Linked DNA regions of Sus scrofa: all the other regions are linked to region 1. The links are chromatin contacts, called in public Hi-C and HiChIP or PLAC-seq maps. All regions are on one chromosome and are shown on one strand. Each heading gives the region's core, a stretch centred on a gene start, on an enhancer-like site or on the middle of the called end of the contact. The rest is flanking DNA. Distances are from core to core; before and after follow the strand shown. Region 1 holds the start of EGLN2 (egl nine homolog 2). Region 2 holds the start of NUMBL (numb-like protein). Region 3 overlaps NUMBL (numb-like protein).

Region 1 (4,165 bases), core at 445-2,944:
TAAACAGGAAAAAAGGGCCAAGAGACACAAAGGCAGAGGATCAAGAAGACAGACCAGAGCCAGACATAGATGAAGTGATGGACAGACAGCAAAACGGAGAGAATGGAGGACAGGGACTAGGTCGAGGAGGGATGGGAAAGATGGGGACACAGCCGCCCCCGAGCCCAAGGAAGTCGCCCCTAATGCAAATGCATAGTGTCCGGCATACAGTGCACAATGCAGCCCAGCCCCAGGTACAGGGGGCAGTGCCTCCTCCCTCAGCCTGGCATGGGCCTCACCACTGCCACCCTCCCCCACTTCCCCTACTGGTTCTCCTACCCAGGAGCCAAAATGGACCGACCAGAGATAGACAGTGGACAGGACAGATTAGACAGACAGGAACGGATAAAAAAATAAGAGAACAAGGAAAACTAAAGACAGAGACAGACAGACACATGCAGACAAACAGAGGCAGAAACCTGGGCCTGTCTACACTGACCATTCTTGGTCTAGGAGCGATGAACAGAGAGCAGGGGGCTTGAATCCCACCATGGCCCAAGCACAGGTGTGGGGCTCTGAATGTCAGCACCTCTCCTCAGATTCTTCAAGAGGATACCTGGCAAGGTCAAGAACCGCTATGACTACAGGTCAAACCCATGGTTTACAGGCGCACAAACTAAGGCCCACAGGAAGCGAGGGTCCAAAGTGAACTCAGACAGCCCCCACACTAGAGCTGCCTAAACCCCCGTGTGACTCCACAAGCCTGTCTCCAAGACGACTGGTGCTCAGAGCACCAGACCTCCAACAAGTGCAGGGTGGCCGCCCCCCTCCCCGCCCCCCCACCAAGCCTCACCTTGGTGCGCCCGTTGATGACGTAGCTGCCCAGCCTCCCAGCACAGTGGCGGATTACAGCATCCACGTGGGCCATAAGGCACCAATGCTTCGGCAGCCGGGCTCATGGCCTTCCACCCAGGCAATCTGGTCCCCACGGATGCTGCGTGGCGGGATAGCCCGCTGGCTCACTAGCTGCCCGTCACGCAGGCGCCCGCCCCGCTTCAGGGCCTCCACCTCGGCCAGCACACGGCCACCTAGTGCCGCCCCCAGGAAACTGTCCTTGACGCAGATGCCATAGTACCGCATGCAGGGCACAATATAGTCCAGGGCCAGGCGCTCCGGTGCAGCGGGCAGCACCTCCTCCCTCAGCCCAGCACTGGGCTCACCACTGCCACTGCTGCAGCCCTCCCCCTCGGCCTCAGCCTCCTGGTTCTCCTGCCTGGCCCAGGGCCGTTTGCTGGGTGCGGGGGCATCCCCACCACCCTCTGCCCATTTCCGTTTGGGGGCCTCAGGCCGGGCGCCCTGGGCTGCCAGCCGCTGGCACCCCTTGGTGACCAGTGCCGCAGCACCCTCACTCTGCAGCGGCCGCAGCTCGCCGCCATCCTGCCCACCGAAGCCCTCCCGCAGGGGGCTGGCTGTGGTGGAAGTAGCTGTGGCTCTGGGGGTCCCACTTCCCGCCGAGGCCTCACCAGGCGCTCCTGGACAGTGGTAGGAGGACAGCAGGGGACAGGGCAGGTAACTCTCCACCCCCATCCTGGCCCGGTTAGGCTCCAACGGTTCTGACACGGAACCAGGCAACTGAGGGAGAGCCTGACTCAGGGGCTGCGGCTGGCACGGGCTGTCCATGGCAGCAGTGTCTTCATCCCCCGGGCATGGAGGGCACGGCCCAGGCCCATGGTGCCACCCTCCTCCACCTCCTCCTCCTCCACTTGATGCAGCCGGGGGCCAGGGCAGCTGGGCCTGGCGTGGGGCAGGATGAGGCAGGGCAGGTGACAGAAACTTTTCTCGTGCCCTGGGGGTGCTCGCTGGTCCCCAAATCCTCTGATGTCCCTAGGGGCTTGGGAAGAGAACTGTCACGATGGCTGGAGAGAGAAAAAGAAAAAGGAATGTGAGAAGAGCTACAGGCAAGCGGGCTGGGGGAAGTGGTGAGGAATGGCAGGGGCAGTAGAGGAGAAGACAGGCTAAGCTAGGAAGACCCCCAAAACCGGAGGCCACATGGGGAAAGACTGGGAACTAGGAGGGAATCACCAAGAGACAAGGAGTAATGAGGGGCAGCTGGAGGAGTGACCAGTAGATGACCCAAAGACAGAGGACAGCGCTGGGAGTGGTGGGAGAAAGCATCCCCAGAAGGACACAGACCCACACACAGAAAAGGAGGAAGGGACGCGAAGTAGAAAAGGATGGAGAGTGGGAAGCAGTCGAGTTAAAAACAGACAGAGAGGAATTGGGGGGGGGGTCTACCTGGAAGACACAGAGGGAATGAGGGGATCCCAGACAGGGGCATCTGGACGGCGCAGAGACAAAAAAAACACACCGGAGAAGCTAGGAGGGTGAGCCTGAGACAGCCGGACAGAACGGGCAGGAGGGGTCGACCTGAGCCGAACCGGAGGAAGCCCGCTGGGGGCTGACACACACCCAGACGGAAGGGAGTCGTGGGAGCAGGGTCCACAGCGACAGAGGGCAGGGTGGAGGAGGGTTCTCACACACACACACAGCGACAGGACGATGGGAAAAAAGCGCCCCCCTCCCAAGTCCCTTCGGTGTGGGCGCTGGGGCCCCCGTGGGGCGCAGCAGGCGACGGAGGCAAGGCCCAGGGACCGCCTGGACCCCGTGCCCCCACCTCTCCCCTCCCCCTCGCCCTCCGCCCGCCGCGCGCTCCCCCCTACTCCCCCGAACAGCCGGCGTTCAACGTACCCGGCGCGCGTTCCCTCCCCCCACGCCCCACCCCCACCCTCCCCACCCCAGGGTCGCCATGCTCCGCCACGGCGTGCCCGGCGTGCGCCCCCACACCGCGTCCGGCTCGCGACGCACCCCGGCTCGAACGCCTTCCCTGCCCCGCTCGTTTCCCTCCCCGCGTTCTCCTCACCCAGCTTTTTCCTCCGGCCCCGGCGCCGCCGTTTGTGCCAGCCGCCCTGCGCCGCACAGCGCGCCATACCCCGCCCCCACCACCCGCGACGCTCCGCCCCCGCCTCGCCCGGTGAGCACGTGACCGCGTCTGAGCGGAGGAGACGGGGCTTGCGCAGGCGCGAGCCTCGCAGGGCGGGGCGAGGAAGTTTAGAACACCCGCCTCCCTCGAGAAAGGGGAAACGGGTCCATCTCCGACGCAGGGCTTATTTGCACTCTCCGCTCCGCCCCTTTTGCGCGAGAAGAAGAACGCTGTTAGGCAGGGCTAGAACCGTTGGGGTCGGCCAAGCGAGTGGGAGGGGTATGTAAATGAGACTATTTACATAAACAGGCCCACCCCCTCAGAGCCGCGAGCGCTGAGTAGCGGAGGTCCGGGAGCGGCATGTAAATGATTGACATTATTTACATGGACAGCTCCGCCTTCTCACGGCCCAAGAATAGGAATGAGATATGGAGAAATGTCTACGCAATTAGTTGGGAAATGTATGTCAATTTGCACGACAGTAATTTACCTAAGGACTTTTTATAACGGCGAAGAAAAGAGCAGACGTCCTTGAGAAAAGGGAGAGAAGACTAGAAGGGATATGCAAGTGTATCCTGACCCCTCTGCCCTGCCCCATCGGGACAACTGAGTGGAGTCAGAATCAAACAGTCTAGGAAAGCTGCTCAGAGAAGACATTTGCATGACAGCCTCGAGTCTTTTGAACGTTCTGGACGACCAGGCCTCCAGTGAGGGTGGTTAAGGCCAACCTGGGGATGGGAGAGCAGTTGGGAGTGTCCTCAGCAGGCTGCACCTGTCCCTGGCAGAGCACGTGCGGGTGTCAGCAGTTCACCTGGACATAAAAGGTAACACACTGAGCTCAAATATCAACAGGGGGCAGGGTTATCCCAAAGCGCACACAGTCTCCAGGAACGCAAAGGGCTCATGGCCACACACAGGTGTATCAAAGGAGCCAAATTCACACCAAAACACACAAAGACCTCAGGGGCACACCAACAGTCACACCAAATAGACTGCCTCAGACTTTCAGGCATCAGACATGCAGAGCCATCACACCCAGCCCAGACCCAGGGCCCACCCACAGGCCTGAGTTCTCATTCGCTGACCTCCGGGTCCCAACCAACACCAGCCTGGTGGACACAATCACCAAGGACACAGAGTATTCACAAGCAACAATGTCACACACGCAAGCAGCATACATTCCTACAGAACCCATCGCACCCATCA
Region 2 (4,427 bases), core at 654-3,153, 84 kb after region 1:
ATGGAGGCAGCTTCTCTGTTCTAGAGGCAGTGGGGGCAACCTGTCTACTGGGGTCCCTGAGAGGGCAGGAAGGACTCTTTCTTTGGGGAGGAGCAGGTGGCTCCTTGTCTCCTAGGGGCTCTGGAAGGGGTGGAGGCTGCCTATTCTGCTTCGGGGAGTTGGGGGCTGGTGTTTGTTCTGGAGGGTCTTGGGGGGATGGAGGGCTGTCTGTCTACACTGGGTGCCTCTGGTCTCCCCGACCCCCAGGCATTCTCTGACGCCCACGTGGAAGCGGTGATGATCCTTGGGGAACCCTTCGCCACCCAGGGCCCTTACGACTTTGGGGCGGGGGACACTGCCCGCCGCGTGCAGGGCCTTATCCCTGTGCTGCTGCAGCACCGGCTTCGCCCACCCCCCGAAGAGACCTATGCCCTGCACCGAAAGCTGGCAGGGGCCTTCCTGGCCTGCTCCCGCCTCCGTGCCCACATTGCCTGCCGGGACCTCTTCCAGGACACCTACCACCGCTACTGGGCCAGTCGCCAGGCGTAGCCACCACCCAAAGCCTCTTGACCAGAGGGGATGTCTGCTCAGACCCCTCAGAGAGCTCCATCTCTCTCAGGGACTCCAGCCCCACGGCAGGCCATCCCCTGCTATGAGGCCTCCTTCCCACGCTGCTCCAGCTCTGGGGACCCCGCCCTTGGGCTTCCCAGTCTTGCCTAGCTCCCTGGCTCACCCAGGGCTGGGGAACCCCGGGACTAGGGAACTCCCAGCTTCATGGCACCATATCCTGCTCTCCCCACTGCGAAGGGGGCATGTGGGCACTCTATCCAGATATGAATTTGTTTCTGCCAACATTTGAGAAAGCCTTAGGCCCCTGTGCACTGCCATCGCGGAGAACCAGACACATCCTGAGAGGGAGTCCCTCACCTCGGCCTCAGGTCTCCCACAGATGTGGCCAGTGAAAGAGGAGAGGCGGTGGGTGGTGGGGGCAGCCTTCACCTTTGCCTCCCTCACTCCCGCACCAGCTGCCTTCTCCCCACTTCCATCCTCTCTGTGTGGTGGGGAGGGCATGGGGGTGAGATTAAACTTTTAGTCCTAATAAAAGTGGCCCTCCCCTTCCCCCAGCTCTTTTCTCTGCTCCTGGAGGGGAGGGGGGGAGCTCACAGGCTGCCTCCAGGTGCAGATGGCCAGCCCCCTCCCACCCTCTTGTCTGAAAGCCCCAGTCCTGCCTGGGCCATCTGTTGCGGGGAACCTCCTTCTCCCCTTTCCCTACCCCCCCCCCGCCCCTCCCGCACGTGCTGACCACCTGCTCCGAAGGCTGCGGCAGCTGAGAACATGCCCCCCCCAGCACACACACACCACCTCCCAGTCTCTTGGCTCCTTCTCCTCGGCTCCCAGCAACCTTGCTTTTGCTAATGGGCCTTAATGCCCCGGCCAGCTGCTTTGCCAAACCCACAGGACTGGGCGGGGAGCGGATGGTGGGGGGGCACTGGGGCGGCCACAACCGCGCCCGGGTCCCAGCCTGGCGCCCTCGCCCCCAAAGCTGAACCGATCGCGCTCCGGGTCCAGTCCATTCCCCCTCCCCTTCCCAGCAAAAAGTGCCTCGTCACCGCTTCTGCCCGCCCCCGCTGGGCTGGGAGAACTGTGGGGTTAGCTAGAAGATTTGGGAATGTGGGGCTGCAAGGCGTCTCCAGAGGCGACTCTTTCGGACACGGAATTTAAGGGGATCTGAGGTCGGGGGTCACGGAAGGGAAGGGCTCTCACGCCTGGACCGACCTCGGGGGAAGGTCTCAGCTGTGTTCACGTGCATGCTCAGCCCAGCACTGGCCAATGGGCGTGGCGGGGCGGTGGCCACACCGGAGAAGGCGGAGTCTTATTTGTGTATAGGCGTGGCCTGCTGGTCAAGGGGCGGGGCCTCCCAGCATATCCAGCAGGCGGCGGGCCAATGGGCGGGGCTGGGGCGGGGAGCAGAGGCGGGAGGGGCGCTCCCCCGCCCCTGGAACGGAATCCTCCCGGGAGCGGAGCAGGCTAGCGCGCGTGCATCCCGCACCATTCCCGGCCCCCGGCCCGGGCCCGCGTCAGACCGAGCTGCCGCCGCCGCCACAGGAGCAGCAGCAGCTTTCGGGGATCCGGGCCCAGCTGGGGCCGCGGGAGGCGGGGGCGCCCGGACCCTGGATGTCCCGCAGCGCGGCGGCCAGCGTGAGAAGGGCGGGAGAGGGGGGCTCGGGTGGGGGGCGGCGCCGCTGCTGATGTGGCGAAGGGTGGGAGGAGGCCGCGGCGCCCGGATGGAGAGAGGGTGCCAAGGCTGAGGAGGGTGGTCCCGGGTGGGGGTCCAGGAAGAGACTCCCCACCAAGCCAGATCTTGGGAGACAGGGGTCTCCGGCACAGGCCCTCTCTTGCCAAGGACCTGGAGATAGGGATTCCGGACACAGACCTCCCTCTCAAAAAAATCAAGGGCAGGGGGACAGATTCTAGGTACAACTCCCTAGGCAAGATTTTGGGGACGGGGTCTGAGACGCAGCCCCCATATCAAGCCAAGGCCTCCAGGAAGGGATTCCAGACCGGATGCAATCCTTACCCCTCCCTGCCTGAGGGGGTTCTTGAGCACAGCAACCCTCTAGGCAAGGTCTTGAGAATGGGGTCCCTGGGCACTGCTGCCCCACCAAGCCAAGGCCTTGGGGGGATTCCAGGCACAGTCTGATCCCAGGCCTCAGAGGCGCCCTGGGCACAGCATTTCCCCCCCCCCCCCCCCCGAGTCCTTGGGCGGCGTCCTGGGAACAGCCCCTTCTCAAAACAAGGTCTCTGTGCCTGGGACTCCATACCCCCTCTGCCCGCCCAAAGCCTGAATAAAATAGGGGAGATTTCAGGCAACCCCCCACCCACCCCCAAAGGCTTGGTCAAAGGTCCCAGGGCACAGGTCTCTTGGGCCGCCCCCTTTGTCCCTGGGGCTGCCCAGCTGTCTGGGAGGGGCCCCACCTGCAGACAATGCGCCACCTCCCCTCTGGGTTCTGGCCCCCTAAGCTCCAGGATTCAGGCTGGGCCAGGGGGCGGCTCCCCAGGGACCCGGTGCTGGGGGTGCAGCGTCTGCGGTGATGGAGGCTTTGTGTATGTATGGTACCTGGGGGGAAGCAGGGAAGCAAGCAATTGATGGGGAGGTGGCTGAGAGTGTGACCCTGTGTATTTGTGACTGTGGCTGCCTGCGTGTGTGTGTGTGTGTGTGTGTTTGTGTGTGTGTGTGAGAGAGAGAGAGCGAGAGAGAGAGCGAGCTGCAGCTGGCAACTATGAGGAATTTGTGTGTGTGTTTCATGCTTGTGGTTGGGTATGGTAGCGTCTGTGATCGTGTCTGTGTGTGATCCCAGCATTTGTGTGGTTGTGTATGACTGCTGCTCACTGCAGAACCCTCTGCTTTTCAGTCTGTCTGTGTTGGAGTGTGTGCATGGTAGTGACTGTGTGGTTGTGTCCATGACGATGTCTTTTGTGACCCCATGCATGGTAATTCTAACTGGCTGTGTGACAGTGTTATCTGTTGGGTCTGGGGCTGGGCCTGTGTGTGAAGATGTGACTAAAGATGTGGGTGGAGTTGTGACTGTAAGTGGAGTTGTGTCTAGGACTCTGTGTCCATGTGTGTGTTGACTGTCCTCGTGGCTTTGAGTGTGACTGTCTCTCTGATTTTGTATGTGTGTTACACGTGTTGGTATGACACACAACTGTGCCTGCAACTTTGGTGTATGGCTGCCATTGTCGATAAAGTCACATGTGACAGGTGTGCTGGCACTGTGACTTGGATGTCTGTAGTTGTGTGCTCATGGCCACATCTGTGTGTGGGACCAGGGTAGTATAAATGACTATATCAAGCTCTATGTGTTGATACTGAGTGATTGTGTGCATTTATAGTTGTGTATGTGTGATCTGGGTTATGTATTTGACTTGGGGTCTGAAGCCCTGACTATTAATACTGGGTTCTTTCATTGCATGTGACTCAAGCTATAGGTACATCTATATGTGGGGGCGCCAGATGATTGTGTTTGTAGGGGGGTGTGTATGTGACTGTGGCTTCTATATTTGTGCGTGACCTACATGTCTGTAACCCTGGGTGACTCTATCTACTTGTGTCTGTGTCATGGTCTGAGAGAAGGTGTGTCTGTGGTTGTGTAGCCGTTTGGAGTGGGTGGTGTGTGTCCCTGCATGCGTGCCGGGCCACTTGTGTTTGAATCTGTGTGATTTGGTGACAGAGTGACCATCTCCTGTCTGCACACACAGCTCCCTCCGGAGCCGTGTCTTCTGTGTAAACGCAGTGAAAAATGCTCTGTCTGGGTCACCGCAGCTCTGAGCACATCCCCAAGTGTGCTTGCATGTGTGAAATGGAAATTGTGGGCTGATGTGTCTCTGTGCGAGACACTGTGTGCCTGTCCACATGGGGCTCAGAGTGGATGTGGCCCCATACTTGT
Region 3 (4,367 bases), core at 1,141-3,640, 100 kb after region 1:
GCGCACTGGTTAAAAGGACAGGGAACTCCTTGTTCCATGATTACATCTTTTCTGCAAGTTTAAAGTATTTGTATGGAGTTCCCGTCGTGGCTCAGCAGTTGACGAATCTGACTAGGATCCATGAGGATGAAGGTTCGATCCCTGGCCTTGCTCAGTGGGTTAAGGCGCCGGTGTTGCCGTGAGCTGTGGTGTAGGTCACAAACACGGCTCAGATCCCGGGTGGCTGTGGCTGTGGCATAGGCCGGTGGCTAAAGCTCTGATTCGACCCCTTGCCTGGGAACCTCCATATGCCACCGGTGCAGCCTAAAAGACAAAAAGATGAAAATAAAATAAAGTATTTGTAACTAAAACGTTAGGAAAACAAATATTTATCCCTTGGTAGAATATTAAGAGTTTACAACCTATGTTTTTCTTTGTAAATTACACCACCATTTACAAACCTCTTGACAAATTTAAATAGTTCCTTACAACTTAGAAAATATTTTGCTGTTTTTTTGGAGTTCCCGTCGTGGCGCAGTGGTTAACGAATCCGACTAGGAACCATGAGGTTGCGGGTTCGTCCCTGCCCTTGCTCAGTGGGTTAACGATCCGGTGTTGCCGTGACCTGTGGTGTAGGTTGCAGACGCGGCTCGGATCCTGCGTTGCTGTGCCTCTGGTGTAGGCCAGTGGCTACAGCTCCGATTCAACCCCTAGCCTGGGAACCTCCATATGCCGCCCTCCATATGCCGCGGGAGCAGCCCAAGAAATAGCAACAACAACAAAAGACAAAAAGACAAAAGACAAAAAAAAAAAAAAAAAAAAAAGAAAAAATATTTTGCTGTTTTAAAAAAGGGAGGGGGTAGTTTCCTTGCAGTGCATCGGGTTAAGGATCCAGCATTGTCACTGCAGTGGCTCAGGTCACTGCTGTGGTGCTGGTTCCGTTCAAGACCCAGAAACTTCTGCAAGCTGAGGGTGTGGTCCCTCCCCAGTTTTTTTTTAAATTGCTATTTATATCATCTATTAGAATTTGTAAATAATTTTTTTTTAATAGGGCCATTCCTGAGGCATATGGAAGTTCCCAGTCTAAGGGTTCAATTGGAGCTACATCTGCTGGCCTGTGCCACAGCCACAGCCACTTGGGATCTGAACCAAGTCTGCGACCTACACCACAGCTCACGGCAATGCTGTATCGTTAACCCACTGAGGGAGGCCAGGGGTCGAACCTGCAACCTCATGGCTCCTAGTCGGATTCGTTTCCACTGCATCACAACGGGAACTCCAAATTGTAAAGAATTTTATCATGGAGTTCCCCTTCCAGTGCGTCAGGATTGGTGGTGTCTCTGGAGCGCTAGCACGAAGGTTCGATCCCCAGCCCAGCACAGTGGGTTAAAGATCCAGCGTTGCCACAGTGGCATAGGTCAGGACTGCAGGAGCTTCTGATCCCCAGCCCAGGAACTCCATATTCCTTGGGGCAGTCAAAAAAGAAAAAAGAAGAAGAAAAAAAAGGATTTTATCATCAACAAAGCAGATTACACAGGGTAGTTAACGTAGGGCCCGAAGATACGTTTTACTGTTTGCAGAAGAACCTGCAGAGTACACATCCTGTCACATTATGAGTCTTTACTATTTGTATAGGATAGTAGAGTTTACAGAGTACATCAAATGCTTTAGAGTTTGCAAAAGATTTTGCTGTTTCCAGAGGATATTATATTTCCAGGTACTTTGCATTTTTTATTCGTATTTTTATTTTATTTTTTGTCTTTTCAGGGCCACACCTGTGGCATATGGAGGTTTCCAGGCTAGGGGTCCAATCCAAGCTGTAGCCACCGGCCTACACCACAGCCACAGTGATGCGGGATCCGAGCCACATCTGCGACCTACATACACCACAGCTCAGGGCAACGCTGGATCCCTGAGCGAGGCTAGGGATCGAACCTGCCACCTCATGATTCCCAGTTGGATCCGTTTCCACTGCACCACGATGGGAACTCCTGCTTTGCATTTTAGAAAGCACTTTAGAGCTTGCTCAACAAAACGAGTTTACAGAGTGCAGCGCGATTTACCGAACACATCAGCGTTTTGCCCTTCGCGCACTGACTCCTGGTCTCGAGGCCCCGCACTTTCAGAAAGAGCTTTCTCCAGTTTAGGAGTTAGGAGCTTTCCACCAAGTTGTTTCTCAAGCTTTTGTCGAATTCCTGAGCATCCAACATTCACTGACTCAACTGGTCCTCTGAGGAGGCCTGTTTATTCCAGGTTTAGTTGGGGAAACAGGAGCCCAGACAGGGGAGGGGACTTCCTGACGCCCCAGCTGGTGGGGACAGAGGTGGCTTCCGGGTTCCAGCCTGTCCAGGGCTGTTTCCACTGGGTGACCCCCCTCCCGCTCCCCTACTCCGCCCTGCCTGGCCTGGGGCAGAGTCTCGTCGCGCCCCCTTGTGGAAGATGCGAGAAGCGCTGAGCAACCTCCCTGTCCTCTTGGGGCTCAAGTTTAACTGCGGCTCCTTGGAGGATGGCAGTGTTTTGAGTATTGGCAGGGGTGGGGAGGCCCTGCCATTGAAAAGCCCACCTCATGGAGTCCTTGTTGTGGCTCAGTGGCAAAGAACCCTATTGGCATCCATGAGGACCTGGGTTTGATCTCTGGCCTTGCTCAGTGGGTTAAGGATCCGATGTTGCTGTGAGCTGTGGTGTAGGTCGCAGGCACGGCTTGGATCCTGCACTGCTGTGGCTGTGGTGTAGGCCGGCAGCTGCAGCTCTGATTCGATCCCTAGCCTGGGAACCTCCATGTGCTGTGGGTGCGGTCCTAAAAAGACAAAAAGAAGAAGAAGCACACTTCTTGTGATAAGTGGGGAGACCAAGTACCCGAAGAGGACAGAGGACTGCCCCGGGGGGGGGGAGCCCAGGCTCCGGGGCCGAAACAATCTGGAAAACTCAGAGGAGAAACGTGCCAAGCTGAGTCTAGAACACTGGGCAGCAACTGGAGGAAAGGAGGGGTTCCTGAGGTGGGAGGACTAGTGGGGGTCAGAGACAGTGAGCAGAGCGGGTGGAATGACCGTGGAAGGCGGCACGATGTGCAGGGACCAGGCCGGAGACAGGAGAGCGCAGTCGTTGTGCAGACTCTGGCGTCGGCCTGCCCCTTCCTGGCAGTGTGGCTCAGGCAAGGCACCTACCTGCTGGGCCTCAGGGTCCACATCTGTAAAATGGGCATAGCGGTGGTCTCGACCTCATGGGGTTGTGAGTGTTGACAGAGTTGGAACGATGCCTGATACACTGGCCCTGCACCAAAGAAGTGTTTCTTAAATTAATCAGCAAAGGATCCGGAATTCCCTGGTGACCTTGCAGATAAGGATCTGACGATGTCACCGCTGTAGTGTGGTGGGTTTGATCCCCGGCCTGGGAATTTCTGTATGCCATGGGTTTGGCCGAAAAGTTAAAAAGCCAGCAAAAAGAAAGGGAGACAGAAGGTTTCGGAGGGAACAACAGCAAAATCAGCACAAGAAGATGGATGGGGACAGAAAGCTTGAGACACACAGAGGGTCAGGTTGGGTGACGACTCCCCAAAGGCCTTGTGGGAAGGCGGTCCTGGCTTGGGTGGGGATGAGGGACACTTCAGGGCTCTGGCCAGCTTGCCTTGAGGGCAGGGCACAATGGGTAAGGAAAAGAGTTAAGAGGTCTGGGGCCTCCAATGCCAAAGTGAGGTACCTAACCAGCTGTCCCCGCCTTGTTTCCAGCAGAGGCAGCAGCTGCCCCAACTGTGGCTCCTGGCCCTGCCCAGCCTGGGCACGTGTCCCCAACACCGGCCACCACATCCCCTGGCGAGAAGGGTGAGGCAGGCACCCCAGTGGCCGCAGGTACCACTGCAGCCGCCATCCCCCGGCGCCACGCTCCCCTGGAGCAGCTGGTTCGCCAGGGCTCCTTCCGTGGGTTCCCGGCACTCAGCCAGAAGAACTCGCCTTTCAAACGACAGCTGAGCCTCCGGCTGAATGAGCTGCCATCCACGCTGCAGCGCCGTACTGACTTCCAGGTGAAGGGCACAGGTGAGCCTGGGACTCAGTGGGAGGGAACATTGGGATGAATCTCTTTTAAGAGAGGTAAAGAAGAGGTGGGGGAGGAGTTCCCGTTGTGGTGCAGTGGAAACGAATCCGACTAGGAACCATGAGGTTGTGGGTTCGATCCCTGGCTTTGCTCGGTGGGTTAAGGATCCAGCGTTTCTGTGAGCTATGGTGTAAGTTGAAGATGAGGCTTGGATCTTGTGTTGCTGTAGCTGTGCCATAGACCAGCAGCTGTAGCTCCAATACAACCCCTAGCCTGGGAACCTTCATATGCGTTGGGTGTGGCCCTAAAAAGCAAAACAAACAAAAAAACCACCTGTCGTGGTTCAGAGGTAACAAATT

What was found. Hi-C and Micro-C count contacts between places; a contact is called where the count stands out from the background. HiChIP or PLAC-seq counts read pairs in DNA pulled down with a chosen protein or histone mark.
Region 2: an H3K27ac HiChIP or PLAC-seq map of skeletal muscle shows a contact between it and region 1. The contact joins the promoter of NUMBL here to the promoter of EGLN2 in region 1. A contact is called at or near these places in 13 of 47 Hi-C or Micro-C datasets (adipose tissue, blood, embryonic fibroblasts and 6 more) and 2 of 2 datasets of contacts at active chromatin or transcription factors (alveolar macrophages and skeletal muscle).
Region 3: a contact with region 1 is called in a Hi-C map of subcutaneous adipose tissue, with 2.2 times the contacts expected there. The contact joins the enhancer-like site here to the promoter of EGLN2 in region 1. A contact is called at or near these places in 3 of 5 promoter capture datasets (fetal liver, liver and skeletal muscle), 35 of 47 Hi-C or Micro-C datasets (adipose tissue, alveolar macrophages, blood and 17 more) and 2 of 2 datasets of contacts at active chromatin or transcription factors (alveolar macrophages and skeletal muscle).

Annotation. Positions count from the first base shown.
Region 1 is chr6:48,999,795-49,003,959 of Sscrofa11.1, reverse strand. It overlaps EGLN2 (egl nine homolog 2), which reads right to left and starts at 1,694. Exons shown (of 6, transcript XM_013988588.2): 1 at 915-1,694; 2 at 833-912. The coding sequence starts at 1,659. MIA (melanoma-derived growth regulatory protein) reads right to left here. Exons shown (of 14, transcript XM_021094410.1): 10 at 2,900-4,165; 11 at 1-1,895. RAB4B (ras-related protein Rab-4B) reads right to left here. Exons shown (of 12, transcript XM_003481855.4): 8 at 2,900-4,165; 9 at 1-1,895.
Region 2 is chr6:48,915,671-48,920,097 of Sscrofa11.1, reverse strand. It overlaps NUMBL (numb-like protein), which reads left to right and starts at 1,903. Exons shown (of 10, transcript XM_021094402.1): 1 at 1,903-2,178. The coding sequence starts at 2,155. It overlaps COQ8B (atypical kinase COQ8B, mitochondrial), which reads left to right. Exons shown (of 15, transcript XM_013988587.2): 15 at 247-1,098. The coding sequence ends at 528.
Region 3 is chr6:48,897,279-48,901,645 of Sscrofa11.1, reverse strand. NUMBL (numb-like protein) reads left to right here. Exons shown (of 10, transcript XM_021094402.1): 8 at 3,708-4,010. Among named protein-coding and RNA genes, the nearest start is that of NUMBL, 19 kb to the left of the region's middle. Within about 2 kb of position 2,390, at least 11 of the 83 cell types and tissues checked have an H3K27ac peak or open chromatin away from gene starts, as enhancers often do. A contact at or near this core is called in adipose tissue, skeletal muscle and subcutaneous adipose tissue, where this site is marked.